2 separate regions of the Zea mays genome follow, and region 2 is linked to region 1. A link is a contact called in public Hi-C data. All regions are on one chromosome and are shown on one strand. Each heading gives the region's core, a stretch centred on a gene start, on an enhancer-like site or on the middle of the called end of the contact. The rest is flanking DNA. Distances are from core to core; before and after follow the strand shown. Region 1 holds the start of LOC103642249 (ankyrin-2). Region 2 holds the start of LOC100274681.

Region 1 (6,626 bases), core at 144-2,643:
ACTTAGCATTCTGGGACTCAATTTTAGATGAATCTAATTTCCGTCAACCATATTTCCGAGAGAAAGCTGGAATCTTCCAGTTCAAGCAACTGCCAAGCTAAATGCTATGGTGCAGTGAATTGCGACTACAGTAACGAAGCGAGCAAGAATCATGGAAGGGAGGGAACATGGGTACGCGTGTTACCCACCCGGGAGCAGCCGAGTTTTGGAGGCCCATTTTGCGCTTACGGATATCTGTTAAGAGGAGGTCCAAAAGAATCCGTAAACCAATCTCAAAACAAATATTAGTAGAGAATAGTGATCTTCTTTGCTCCAAACAGCTCCCCTATTCTCCTCTCCAAAATTTCGTATCCCTCATCTACCTCCTTCGCTCCCGTATATTTTTGCATGATTGATGGCTCCACACGCGCTGGCGTTTTTGTTTCTCGCACATAGACTTGTTTCGATGGAGACATCAACCAGGAAGCTGTTTGGAGGTTACGAAGGCCTACATTTCCAAATATTGCGAAGGGCCCATATACATGTGCAAAGTGGGCTGCCAGGAGGGCGTTTTATTTTAAATTTGAGTCCAGTTTTTTGGTTTTTCAGTTTTGACTGTTGGAGTAGACACAATATTTCACCCCTAAAAAATTTTAGGCCCCTTTGAAATGCATGATTGATAAAATGCAGGAATAGAAAAAAAAAAACGTAGGAATGGAGTTGTACTACAACTACAATCATACAAGAATTAAAAATACTTGAAAACATCAAATAGAGTGTTTAGATGCAGCGTATAAAGAACAAATGAGTTAGAGGAGAGAGATACACACAAAGGAACGTTTTTCGAGGTTGGACCTCTTGTTATAAATCCTCCAAAATTTTACTACAATGAATAATTTTATAGGGATTTTATAGAATTTGTAGGAACTTAATCCTTTATTCTAAAAGGCTATATAGGAAAATTTCCTATATGATTCCAATCCTCTAAAATCCCACTACTTTTCATTTGTTCTAAAGGAGGCCCTAGCCCTATTCCGATAACATCTTTTCTTTGAAACATTTTAGGTTTTTTTTTTGGAGTTGCTCTAAATGGAGCTAGGCAAAAAGAGCGATACTCCTCTCAATTTGGAACTTGGGACGTATTTATTGCATGCATGCGGACCGGGGAGGAGTTGAACAGACAGGCCGGCGTCGGGGAGGGAAACGATGCAATTGAAATTGAATGAATAGAATATAATGCAAATGAAATTGAACCGAAACGACAGCCAATCCGATCCGCTTGCCTTCCTGCGCGCCTCTACCACTTCCACCAACTGAGTGAATAGTATACAGTATACATACCGCTAGGCGCTAGCTTCTCCAAATCTCTACCACACCAACCTGCCTCGCTCTCCAACAAACATAGCAGCCAGCCATGGCGCCGCCCCACTTCTGCGGCGGTAGGCTGGACCGGCGGCTCCTGCTGGCGGCGGCCAATGACGACCTCCGCGGCTTCAAGAGTACGAATTCGTGCCCTGTCGGCCGTGTTCTTTCAGTTTTGTGCTCAGCGAACGGATGAAGGAACTAAAAGGGCGCTAGCGCTAGGTGAATTATTAGTCTGTTTCTTTTATTTATTGTCCGATCCAATTTGCTCGATCGTGCCTTTCAGGGTCTGCGAGAGCGCTTGACGGCGGGAAGGGCCGCATCAGGGAGGCGGTGGAGACCGCCGCCATGATCAGCGCCGCCGCCGCTCTCGGAGCCCTGCACGTCGCCGCCGCAAACGGGAGCACACGGGTCTGTGCTTACCTAGTCGAGGAGCTTGAGATGGACGTGAACGCTACTGCCGTCGGGTCAGGTGTCACACTACTCGATCTTGCGTCTGGACTCTACAAATGCTGCCTTGCTATTTCAGATTTATGCTCACTTTAGCTCTCGAGATTCCCGAATAGGATCATTTAGACGCTATCTGGTCTATTTTGTCTCTCTTAGTCGTTTTGTTCTGTCTTCTTTAGTGAAGTGGTTCTTTTTTAGAGAGGTGATGTAAATTTTTCGCCGTACCCTACATGTGAGGGGAAAAGGCTGGAACAATGTTTTTTTTCCATCATCTAAAATGAAGAATGTATATGCAATGCAACGTGATATTTTTTCCGTGGGTGATACTTTTTAGCATTAATTAAACGTTTATACTCAATTGTTGTCATTGAATTGATCCCTCAACAATCTATTGTTATTTGGAGTCTTTAGATTTATATTTTATTTATCTACGAAGCATGTCGTCATAGAGAAATCAATCGCTGCGGATGTTTATTCTTTTATAAGAAGATTGATTTTTTTACTTTACTTTTGATTATTTTGAGTAGGTGATACACCTCTCTCTGTTGCAGTTCGTTCCAAAAAAAATGTGGATGCTGTGAGGTATCTTCTTGATCATGATGCTGATCCAAATAAACGTGTGCATCATGGGTGTACCCCACTAACTATCGCAGTTGGAAAAGGTACGACCATATACCTTGCATGCATCACATCTCATTGTTTTTATGTATTACATGTGATTATGTCATTACATATATAAACTGTTGTATATATTCAATATTAATTAACTGCTTTTAGAAGGCTCACCAAGTGTGCTGCAACAACTGCTGGATATCTATAAGCTACGGCCAACAGATTTATGCATAAGTTTAAAATAGGAGATGTGGATGAGTAAGTACGTTGCTGGAGATAGTCTAATAGATGTTGATGAGTAAGATGCTGAAGATATTAAAGCAGAGAATGCCTAATGTTTATGTTATTAACTCAGGAGTAGTTTAATTTTGGTACCAATTTTTTTTAATGGAGAGAGATTTCCACAAATAAATAGCAAACATTTTCTTCATTTTTGCTCAAAGTTGAATTGTTTAATGTTACTAAAAATATGATAAAATTTGTATGATATTATATCAATACAAGTTACTTACATTTTTTCACAGATTGTTATAGAAGAAATATAATGTGTCACTTTGTGGTACAAAAAATATTGGTTATAGCCAATGTTCAATAGTTTGGTTGACACTCTAAATATCGACATGGCAAAAGAATAAAACACCTTTTCAGCTATACCTTACTCCCTCCGGTTTCCTATTAGTTGTCGTTTAGGACAACGACACGGTCTCCAAAATATAACTTTGACTAATATGTTTTGTTAAAATACAAATGAACTCTTAATACATTTATACTTTTATAAAAGTACTTTTTATGACAAATTGGTGCATATAAACATTAGGCTCCAAAACTAAATAACAAAATAGTTATTTGTAGTCAAAATTTTATAAGTTTGACTCGAACCTTATCCAAAACGACAACTAATAGGAAACCGGAGGTAGTATGTGGTTATATAATTATTCATGTGACTAATAAATATTAATGATTTTTTCTAATAATCTGTGTAATGAAACTAATAAATATTGGATCCAGTAGCATTTGAAACATTTGCACAATTATGTTGATTATATATGTAGGTGGTTTGATAGTTAAGATTTTCGAAAGATTAATCCTTAACATTTGTTTATATAAATATTGAATACAGGAATATGTGTAATGGTAGAACTTTTGCTCTCAAAAGGAGCTGATGTTAATATTTTGTCTTGCTGCGGGACACCATTGCACGTTGCTGCAATGGAAAATCAAGGTGCTGTTATGAAGATTTTATTAGATAACAATGCAGATGTAAGTTTCTTTTCATTTGATGTTTTTGGGGTTCTGTAGGTTTTGTAGAATTAAACTTTATATGCTTGTATCAACCCATACTAATAAAATGATACTTTTATAATAGTTTTTTAGAAGTAAAATGCAAATCTTTCATCACGATGCTCTTATAATAGATTTTCAGCAGTAAAATATTTTTTTAATTTGTTGCTTGCAACTTTTCTGTAAACCTTCCGACTAATATTTATAAATCTATTAACAGTGCAACAAAGAAGTTCCCCCCATGTTTACTCCTTTGTTCACTGCTCTCAAAGCTCGCTCACTGAGCTGTGTCAAGCATCTGATTAAGGTAACAAACATTTCCTTTGTTGATTCGGACTAGATGGAATGCTTCTTGGGAATGAAACACTAATGTCTATCAAGACTATTGTGTTTGTGCAAATAAACACTTGCATTGGCATATGTGACATTTTTTGTATCAGGCTGGTGCTGATGTGATGAAGGGGGTTCATAAGTGTACCCCGTTAATACTTGCTGCAAATGAGGGCTTAACAGATTTTTATGAATGTTTACTGGAGGCTGGAGCTGATCCTAATGTTCCTGATGATGTAAGTTTTAGTTCTTATTAGATTACATGAAGACATGTGCATTGATTTTATGTCTGTTCTAGATATACATAGTAGCAAGTTAGCTCAAGAAGTAATTTCTGTTTTTATATTGTTATTGGCTCAAGACCTACTAATTGTGTAAATGATTGAATATTAGCTAGCTGTTACATTAAATCAATACAATGACTGCTCCGGTTTACACTTACTTTATTACAGGAAAATAATGTTATGCTCTTGTCTCATTGGTATCTTGGATTATAAGCATGTGTTTAATGTTGGATTCATCATCAGTAGCTAATGCTAGTTTGGTTAACATGCTTTGTTATTGTTTAGTTTTTTTAGTAAATTTGACATATTATTTAGCAGTTTGTCCACATGCTTGAACCGTATATATGTTGTGTTTTATATTTAATTTTCATATCATCCTTTGCTAATGGTTTATACGGTATTCCTATTTGCACTGCTTTTCAAGTAATATACATTTGTGTCATTTGCAACAGTCTGGACTCCTGCCAATAGAAATTGCAGCCTTTAAAAATAGAAGAAAAGATGTTGAGATACTTTTGCCCGTAACATCTCGTATTCCGTCTGTGCATGACTGGAGTGTTGATTGGCTAATTGCCTATGTCAAGTCGTTGTCAACAGATGAGGTACTGGCTAAACCTAAATTGTTGCTTTAACGGTTATGCCATGATAGAAAAATTCTTCACATGAGGGTTTCCTATTCTGCAGTTTCTTTGAATAATATTTTCTCGAATTTAACATTGTTGCTTTAACGGTTTTGCCATTATAAAAAAAATCTTTACATGAGGGTTTCCTATTCTGCAGATTCTTTGAAGAATATTTTTTCGAGTTTAACACATTCTTGTTAGGCCTATTTTTGAAATATACTGATTTTTTTATGAAATGTCTAATTATATTCAGCAATAGTTGTGTACAGTTTAATGGGATGGTCAATTATCACATGCTTGAATTGTCTATTCATGTTTTATTCTTATTTTTTTCTTCAAATTTGACAAGATATGATCTGGTCACCGGCTCGCGTTGCAAGCCTGAGCTTTCGGTATACTATTTATGTCCTTAAATTTTGTTTCAGGATGATCCTGTGTATAAAATGAATCTGGCTGATTTGAAGTCTGAAGCAAGCAAGGCATACAACGAAAAAGATTATCCTACTGCAGTAAAATTCTACTCCGTGGTATGTATATAGCAGTAAAATGATGCACTCCGAGGTATTATCACCACTCTGTCATGGTGAAAGGGAGGGTGTATATAGCAATTAATGTAGTAACAATAACAAAATGGTATCATATGACTAAATAATTTGCTGCCACATCACCATCGCACCTAATATTATGTTAGGCCTTATTATTGCTTGTGGATTGCATTGATGAATCAAATAGGCAACCAATCATATATAAGTCTACTATATTTTGCATCTATTGGGAACAAGATCTATATATTAACCATTTTGTTATCTCTATATATCTATGCAAGTTAACTGCAGGTAGAAGTGTAGAACTAGCATATATATATATATATATATATATATATATATATATATATATATATATATATATATATATATATATATATATATATATATATATATATATATATATATATATATATATATATATATATATAACTGTTATTTGATTTGGTGCAGGCTATAAAGAATGTCGATTCTTTTGATGCAACGTTGTTTTCGAATAGGAGCCTTTGCTTTATTAAGATGGGTAAAGGTTTGAGTGCTTTATTGGATGCTGAAGCTTGTAGGCTACTGCTGCCTTATTGGCCTGAAGGCTGCTTCAGACAAGGGTCTGCTCATATGCTCTTGCAGGTGATGATCTGTAGAGTTTGTAACTCGCCGTGCTTATTGGCTCTCCTGTAGATCTATTTCTCTGATATATAGTACGGTAAATACTGTTCAGAATTACGAAGACGCATGTGATGCCTTTCTTGATGGACTGAAGTTGGACCCGGCTGACGCAGAAATGGAGGAAGCACTTAAGTACTGCCTATTCTGATCTCCACTCCTCTGTCTGCACTTTTTTGTTCTGATAATTATATTGATGGTATTTACTAATTAAAACCTCATTTGTCTTTAGCACTACTCCCCTATGCAAGTCGAAATATATTTACTGTCAACAGTAGCTTCATATATATATATATATATATATATATATATATATATATATATACCGAAGCATGCATATAACAATTACTGTCAACTATATATAGCTTCATACTGTGTTATTTTTTGTGTTACCATGACGATTTGAATTATTTTAATTGACCTAATCTAATTGTGCAGAGAGGCAATGAACTGCTTGAAGCTATCCCGTGCCATGGCAAAGCTCTCAGAATTGTCCC
Region 2 (7,370 bases), core at 2,604-5,103, 140 kb after region 1:
TTTTAATGTAATTATTTATTTATTTTGTACAGAACTCCTATTATATAGTAAAGATGTGACATTCAATCCTGTGCCATGATTCATCATATGTGTGAGACTTGGTCCCAGCACACCTGGTGTTTATGTTCGCGCTCGGGTCTTGGTGCCTCGAAACCCAGGTGTGACAAGGACCTTAGTGTTCAAGATGATCTGACTTATACTGAATATCCTATCAAGATTATCGATACCTTGACCCATGTCACAAGGAGTAAAGTGATAAAAATGTGCAAAGTGCAATGGAGTCATCATGGTGAAGATGAGGCTACATGGGAAAGAGAAGAAGAACTACGAGTAGATTTTCCCCACCTCTTTCCTAGTCCATCCTAATCTCGAGGTCGAGATTCTTTGTAAGGGAGGTAGGATTTGTAATACCCAAATTATAAGACTTATAAAAGAGTTAATCTCCTTATGTGATTTGCCATCTACTTTTGAGGCATGTGATTAATCATAGTTAAGAGGGAATAATCCCTTATTAAAAATCCAAATAAGACAAGCATCAAGCTCGAGTTTTGTTTGGTTGTGCACTTAATAAAAAGAACAATAATATGAATAAAAATATAATAATAATGAGATGAAAATTTTAAGTAAAACCAAAATTTAAATTGAATTTGAAAATGAGAAAAAGGAGAGAAAAGAAAAGGGGAGGAGTATAAAATAAAAATAAAAATATATCCTTAAACGTGGAGTAGGCAAGTGTTATACTTGGCCGAACCATGGGATAAATCATTGTGTCTCTTGTGCTTGTTTTCTTTGTGACCATTGTGTTTCACAAGAGCTCGGTCCTTAGCCACTTAATTCCATTGTGCTAACACTTAACCAAGTTTTGTGGCTATAAGTTTAAGTTTTTACAGGATCACCTATTCACCCCCCTCTAGGTGCTCTCACCCTCTTCATTTAAAATCTACACCGTTGACTGGAGATCCGAGGGATCTCGTAGCATACATGTTTAGTAAAGTGACTGACCTAATCCAGACCGTCCAAGTTTGATCTAGCGACCAGGAATCGTTGATACCCCTTCGGCCTGACCATTTTGCAAAAGAACCCTTATTGTTTACAGAAAACAACCTGCAGTCTGTAGTTACTGTGGATTGAGTCTAGGAAACATTGCGCAGAGACCCCTGTTGTTCTCTGAAATCATGCGCGCAATCCAGACAGTTATAAAACCGATAGAATCATTTAGAAATTTTTTTTAATATAAAAACAATTACTATACCTTATTTAATTCATATAAAATTCATACTTAGTCAAATTGATCCATTCCAGTTCCTATAATTTTGTAATAATATTATCTATCACATAGTGTCTCTGTTTTGACATGAAAAATGTATTAAAATTTATCTCTTAATTAATCTTGTATCAAATACATAAAACCTTCAGAAATTCATAACTTAAAATCCATAACTCTAAAACTAGTGATTTTTATTCCTACGATCTCGTTACACAACGTAGAATAATATCATGCATTCTGTTTTGATGTTTGGTGTGATTTTAATTTCTGCTATACCCTGTTTGTTTGTATTGATGCGAGTAGACGAGCCACCCACAGAGGATCCTGGGGTTTAGCAGGTGGAGACTGCTGAGCAGGAGCTCGTTGAAGGCAAGCTGTGCCCTTGATCACTTCTTTTTACACAGTCATATTCTTATTAATCATAATGATATGCATAGGTTAATTTTGATGGTACCCTTTAGGTTACCCTAGTTTGACTATCTTTATACCTTGACTCCACTGAACTTTTTGGGTAGTACTTGATATTGCTTTATGTGGTTTTGGGTATGGAGATATACATTATTCATGATCATACTTTTATTATCTCTTTATTATTACTGTTCATGATAAGATCATTATGTTAATTGGAACATGGAGTGACCACCTAGGAAAACAGTGCTACCACAAGGGTGGTATGGGACGCCCTTGGCTGACTAACTAGGAAAGCTAGTGGAGGACTATCTTACCCGATAGGGGCAAGGGCAGTAGGGGAGTGGTCAGTGTGGGGAGGCCCTTGGGTTGATTTTGCTGCGATGGTGGTCTGGCGAGGGGTCCCTGCATTGGAGCATCCTAGACTGTTGCGGGTTTTCTGAAGCTAGTGGAACTTTGTAAAGACCTTATAGTGTTACCCTGCCTCGCTTCCTTGATAGAGGTGTATGGGATTCATGACCCCTTGGCATATGGGTAACATGACTTGTTGGTAAAGATACGCAACCTCTGTAGAGTGTAAAACTGGTATATCAGCCGTGCTCATGGTCATGAGCGGCTCGGACCCTCACATGATTAATTTATGGAATTAAATTCAATTTGTCATTTGCATCGCATTCAGATTATTTATTATTACTTTGATTTACTATCACTATGGTTTGGTATTTACTTACACTTAGTAACTGCTAATAAAATTTCACCAACTTATAAAAGCAATGCTCAGCTTCAACCTTTATTTTGTTGATCAGCCTTACACTTCACATGAACTCCCACCTTTGGTGAGTTCATGCACATTATTCCCCACAACTTGTTGAGCTATGATCTTTTGTGAGCTCACTCTTGCGATATATATACCCCCCCACAGGTGAAGAGCAGGTGGTCGAAGAGGAGCCACACAACGAGGAGTTCGACTTGATGTTGGTGGTGTCTCCTAGTCAGCTTTGTGGCGTCAGGAAAATAATATTTAGTTCGTTTTATATTTATTATTTATTTTTGTAAGACTTCCGCTATGTAATAAGTATATCTATGGTATTTATGACATTTATCTCTATACATTCTGTCATTATATGTGAAGTTCTTTCTTGGCGCACATATGAGATGCACCCGGCTTTATCTTTTAAATTCGGTTGTGACAGTAAACCTAATATTTATATATTTATAATTAAGATAGTTTTAATATTATGTCTTATTTTATAAAGTATAGATCAGACCTTTTCAAAAAGAATACCTTATATTATAACCCATGCGGTTGGACCGTTTTTTTGTATTTTAACCTTTTTTTTGAAAAATGTTCACGTTTAGACTATTCGATGACTTAATCTCATTTGTAGACTCTTTGCTCGGTACCATAGACTGTGGCGCCGAGGTAATACGGCTCGGCGCCACAGATCTTGGCGCCGAGATACGTGCTCCGCTGGCGAGAGAGCATGATACGACGCTGACGTGGCCGAGCCCGGCGCCATGATTCATGACACCGAGCTCGAGTCTCCTACCGTGCGGTTGGCTCGGTGCCACAGTTTACGGCATCGAGATACGTGCTCCGCTGGTGAGAGAGCATGGCACGACGCTATGGCCGAGCTCGGGGTTGGCTGGTTTGTCTCTCTAGTTGTTTTCGTTGGGCGTAGCACAAAATGAGTATTCACTTTTAAGACACAGTGTTTCCCTTGGATGACGGGTCAAGGCACATCATCATTGTCGAGGCACATCATTCATGGTCTCGTCGGGACAACTGTTGGTGTCAGTGAGCAGATGACCATCACGCCATCACCAACCCCCCCCCACCCCACCCACACACACACAGGTCCCTTTTCTGCCAACTTAGGGGGTGTTTGGTTACTCCTGCTAAAGTTTAGACCGGGTCACATCAAGCGTTTGATTTTTAAATAGGAGTATGAAATATAGACCCAACCAACTGGACTAGATTCGTCTCGACTTTTAATCTTCGGCTGACAAATTAGTTTTATAATCCGACTACATTTAATACCCGGAACGAAGGTTCAAACATTCGATGAGACATGGGCTAAATTTTAGTTTGGGGTAACCAAACACCCTATTAGAGCAGTCCCGTATGGGTTGTGATTTGTGAAGCCTCCTGCTCTATGAAAAAAAAAACAGAGAGAGAAACGTATCGTTGAAGCTTTTTATATTTAATCAGATTTATAAAAACATCAATAGTGTTACATTTGTAACTAAATTAAATATAATATGTAGTTAGGGATTTTTTATTGATACTAACTAGTATAAATATCGATATTTTTATATACAGTGTGTAAAACGGGACCCTTTCCTACTATCATATTCTTTTTTTCCCTCTCTCTTAGGCTATTTCTTTTGTAATCAGGTATGAGGCTTTGGAATTGTTGTTGCAAGCACACGCTTTTTTTTTCTTCTCTCTCCAGATGAAACTTGGAAGCACATGATTCATTCAAGCATGCCCGGCTGCATCATGCATGCAGGCGAAAAGGGCCACTACTAGTGATACCCATTTTTTTGCTGATAACCAAAACACCGAGAGAGAGAGAGAAACTACACAACCAATCCATCCAATCCATCGGACGCGGTGGTAGAGGGGAGCTCGGCCCCATAATTCATGGCGCTGAGCTCGGCCACGTCAGCGCCATATGAGCTTCTCTCGCTAGTGGAACACACACCTCGGCGCTAATATATGTAGCGTTAAGCCGTGTTACCTCGGCGCCACAGCTTACAGCGCCGACTAAAGGATTAAAAATGAGATTAAGTCATTTAAGAGTCTAAACGTGAATATTTTTCAAAAAAAGATTAAAATACAAAAAAATCGGACGGTTGGACTAGCAATGTCTGATAAGCTGTCTATTTATGTGGTACTGGCATACTGCTCACGACATATGGAATCTGGTCCCTCGCATAAATGTCTTCTATATCAGCACACATGGCATGTACCTGGACAACCCGCGGTGGGAAATAAAGCTTGCTTTAAGAGCAATGTCTATACGATGATATATAATTATACTTATTAACTATAAAAAATAAATTTAATGTTAAAGTCAACATATGGTTCATATATTAGATATTAAATTAATAAGAATAAATATTATATTTTATTTTATTCAAAAGACCGAGAAATATATGAGTTGAAAAGAAGCACATCATCCCATTTTTCAGAGTTCGCTCGATCGTTCGAGCTCCTTCATCTAGCGAAGTGGTACTGTCTGCGTTGCGTGTTGCTTTTGTCATGTTGAGCTTTGATGCTTTCTCACAAGGCATATCTGGTGTAACGTCCCATACTCCTATCTATGGTGTAATAGTCCATTAGGCCATTGTTAGACGATAAACAGAGAAAGGAATATATCTACACGCTTCACATGTGGTGCATGACGACGAAACTGATGCTTTAAAGGAGTAGAGATTCTAAAAAACTAGTTAGATAATTTTATTAAGCTAATTTTAGCTATTATATATAAAAAAAATATCCCCAATAAACTCTACAAATTACTCTTCAAATTTAGAAGTTTTTCATCCCTTCGCTCTATATTTTTGGATAGTCTGCTCCATTCGTCCTGTTGGTTTATAGAGTCTGTTAGACTAGCTATTCATCAGTAAATTTGGTTAATTTTTTTTTGGAGTTGTTCTAAGGTTGTCTACAACAGCTTACCCATCTTATCTCCTATCCTATCTTGTACTTTAAACTTCACACTATGAACAGAACAGTATAATCTGCAGTGCAAAATAGTGTTTTGCACGACCATATACACTATTAACTAAAGACAACCTAAGGACCAAGCCACCAAATAAAAACACATTAAAATTTATAATTTTTTTTCAAAGAGGTAGTCTCTTTTTCTCCCTTAAACTTAGGGTTTGTAATCTTGTATGCACATTTTTCATACAATAATTACAATAATGTAAGAACATCTTCAAACGAGAGTTCTACAATTGGGTCCTAAAAATCAAAATAAGACTTGATTTAAGTGATATGGGACCCAACAAAATTTCTTTACTCCAACAACGAGTCCTATAATCACGTTAATTGAGGAGAGATTTGTTCAGACGATTGGAGAGGGAGACGCACCAGCGATGAAATATCACGTGAAGGCAGACAGTAAATTTTATAAAATAAGACCCTATATTAGTTTAACCAAATTTTATAAAATAGAACCTCTCTTAAAAACTAGTTTTTGATCTTGAGCATTATATTAAAAATAGAACTTAATTTAGCATCTTTGTTGGAGATGCTCCAACATAACCAAGAGGACACAAAGTGTTACGCGCTCAACATCTCAAACCTCTATTAAAAAAATTAGCATATTATTTGAACTTAGTAGACATACTCAGCGGTACGAGAGATCACACTCCACTTCTCTAACAATCTTCCCTCGAGTACCTCTAGTATCCTGACAGATTATTATTAGAGGTAATAATTTGCTCTAGATTTTACATTATAAATTTTAAGGATCAAATCGGATTAGGATCGAGCTCTATTCCTATTTAATATTGAACTAAAATTATTTAAAAGCTCTAACTTTTGTGTAGAGACATTTGTATCTGATCTATTACCACCCTAAGGCCCCGTTTCAATCTCACGGGATAAACTTTAGCTTCCTGCTAAACTTTAGCTATATAAATTGAAGTGCTAAAGTTTAGTTTCAATTACCACCATTAGCTCTCCTGTTTAGATTACAAATGGCTAAAAGTAGCTAAAAAAAAGCTGCTAAAGTTTATCTCGCGAGATTGAAACAGGGCCTAATTGTTATCCAGCATCCTAGCCTATTAATAGCATGCAATATCTGACACATATGTTGCACATGAGAACTTGAGAAGTAATAAGGCATATTTAAAATATACATAGATGCCAAAAAAAATACAGATATGAACATATACATGTATTTGCCCCCTTAAATGGTAATTAATAACTTTGCTGTAACTAAATATAGAATAAATATAGAATATGGAGTATCTATTAGGTCTATTATTTTAAAAGGTAAATAAAGATAAAAACATAAAATTTAATATAGACACTCTTTATTAAAGATGTCGACAACTTGCGGTGGGAAATAAAGCTGTCGACTTTGGCATGGCATGAGACCGTCGACAACTTGCGGTGGGAAATTAATAAAGCTGTCGACTTTGGCACCTCATCAGGACCGTCGACAACTTTCGGTGGGAAATTAATAAAGCTGTCGACTTTGGCATCGCATCAGGACCAATCAATTACCAGAACGCCATATAAGCATACGTCGGTCCTCGGCGCTGGGCAACATCCAGCCAGCAGCACACGCACACTGTTCTTTCGACTTCCATCTCGGCCGGAGCAGAAGATGGAGGTGGCTCTGGGAACGGCCAAGTCTCTCCTTGGCCATGTTCTCAATAATCTCCCCGACGACTGGATGAAATCCTACGTGTCCAGCGCCGAGCTCGGCACCAACCTTAACATGATCAAAGAGAAGATGCGGTACGCTAGAGCGCTGCTGGACGTGGCCAAGGGGAGGGACGACGTCGTCGCCGGGAACCCCAACCTGCTGGAGCAGCTCGAGACTCTCGGCAAGAAGGCCGACGAGGCTGAGGATGCTGTGGACGAGCTTCACTACTTCATGATCCAGGACAAACACGACGGGACTCGAGACGCCGCACCGGAGTTGGGCGGTGGCCTCGCAGCCCAAGC

Evidence for each region. A called contact is a pair of places that touch in the nucleus more often than the background predicts.
Region 2: a contact with region 1 is called in a Hi-C map of ear, with 2.8 times the contacts expected there. The contact joins the promoter of LOC100274681 here to the promoter of LOC103642249 in region 1. A contact is called at or near these places in 3 of 25 Hi-C or Micro-C datasets (ear, leaf and tassel).

The regions. Positions count from the first base shown.
Region 1 is chr10:2,556,288-2,562,913 of Zm-B73-REFERENCE-NAM-5.0, forward strand. It overlaps LOC103642249 (ankyrin-2), which reads left to right and starts at 1,394. Exons shown (of 11, transcript XM_008665563.3): 1 at 1,394-1,478; 2 at 1,628-1,813; 3 at 2,319-2,453; 4 at 3,524-3,663; 5 at 3,905-3,991; 6 at 4,125-4,250; 7 at 4,751-4,900; 8 at 5,347-5,448; 9 at 5,920-6,093; 10 at 6,185-6,264; 11 at 6,568-6,626. The coding sequence starts at 1,394.
Region 2 is chr10:2,697,377-2,704,746 of Zm-B73-REFERENCE-NAM-5.0, forward strand. LOC100274681 reads left to right here and starts at 3,854. Exons shown (of 8, transcript XM_035963291.1): 1 at 3,854-7,370. The coding sequence starts at 7,027.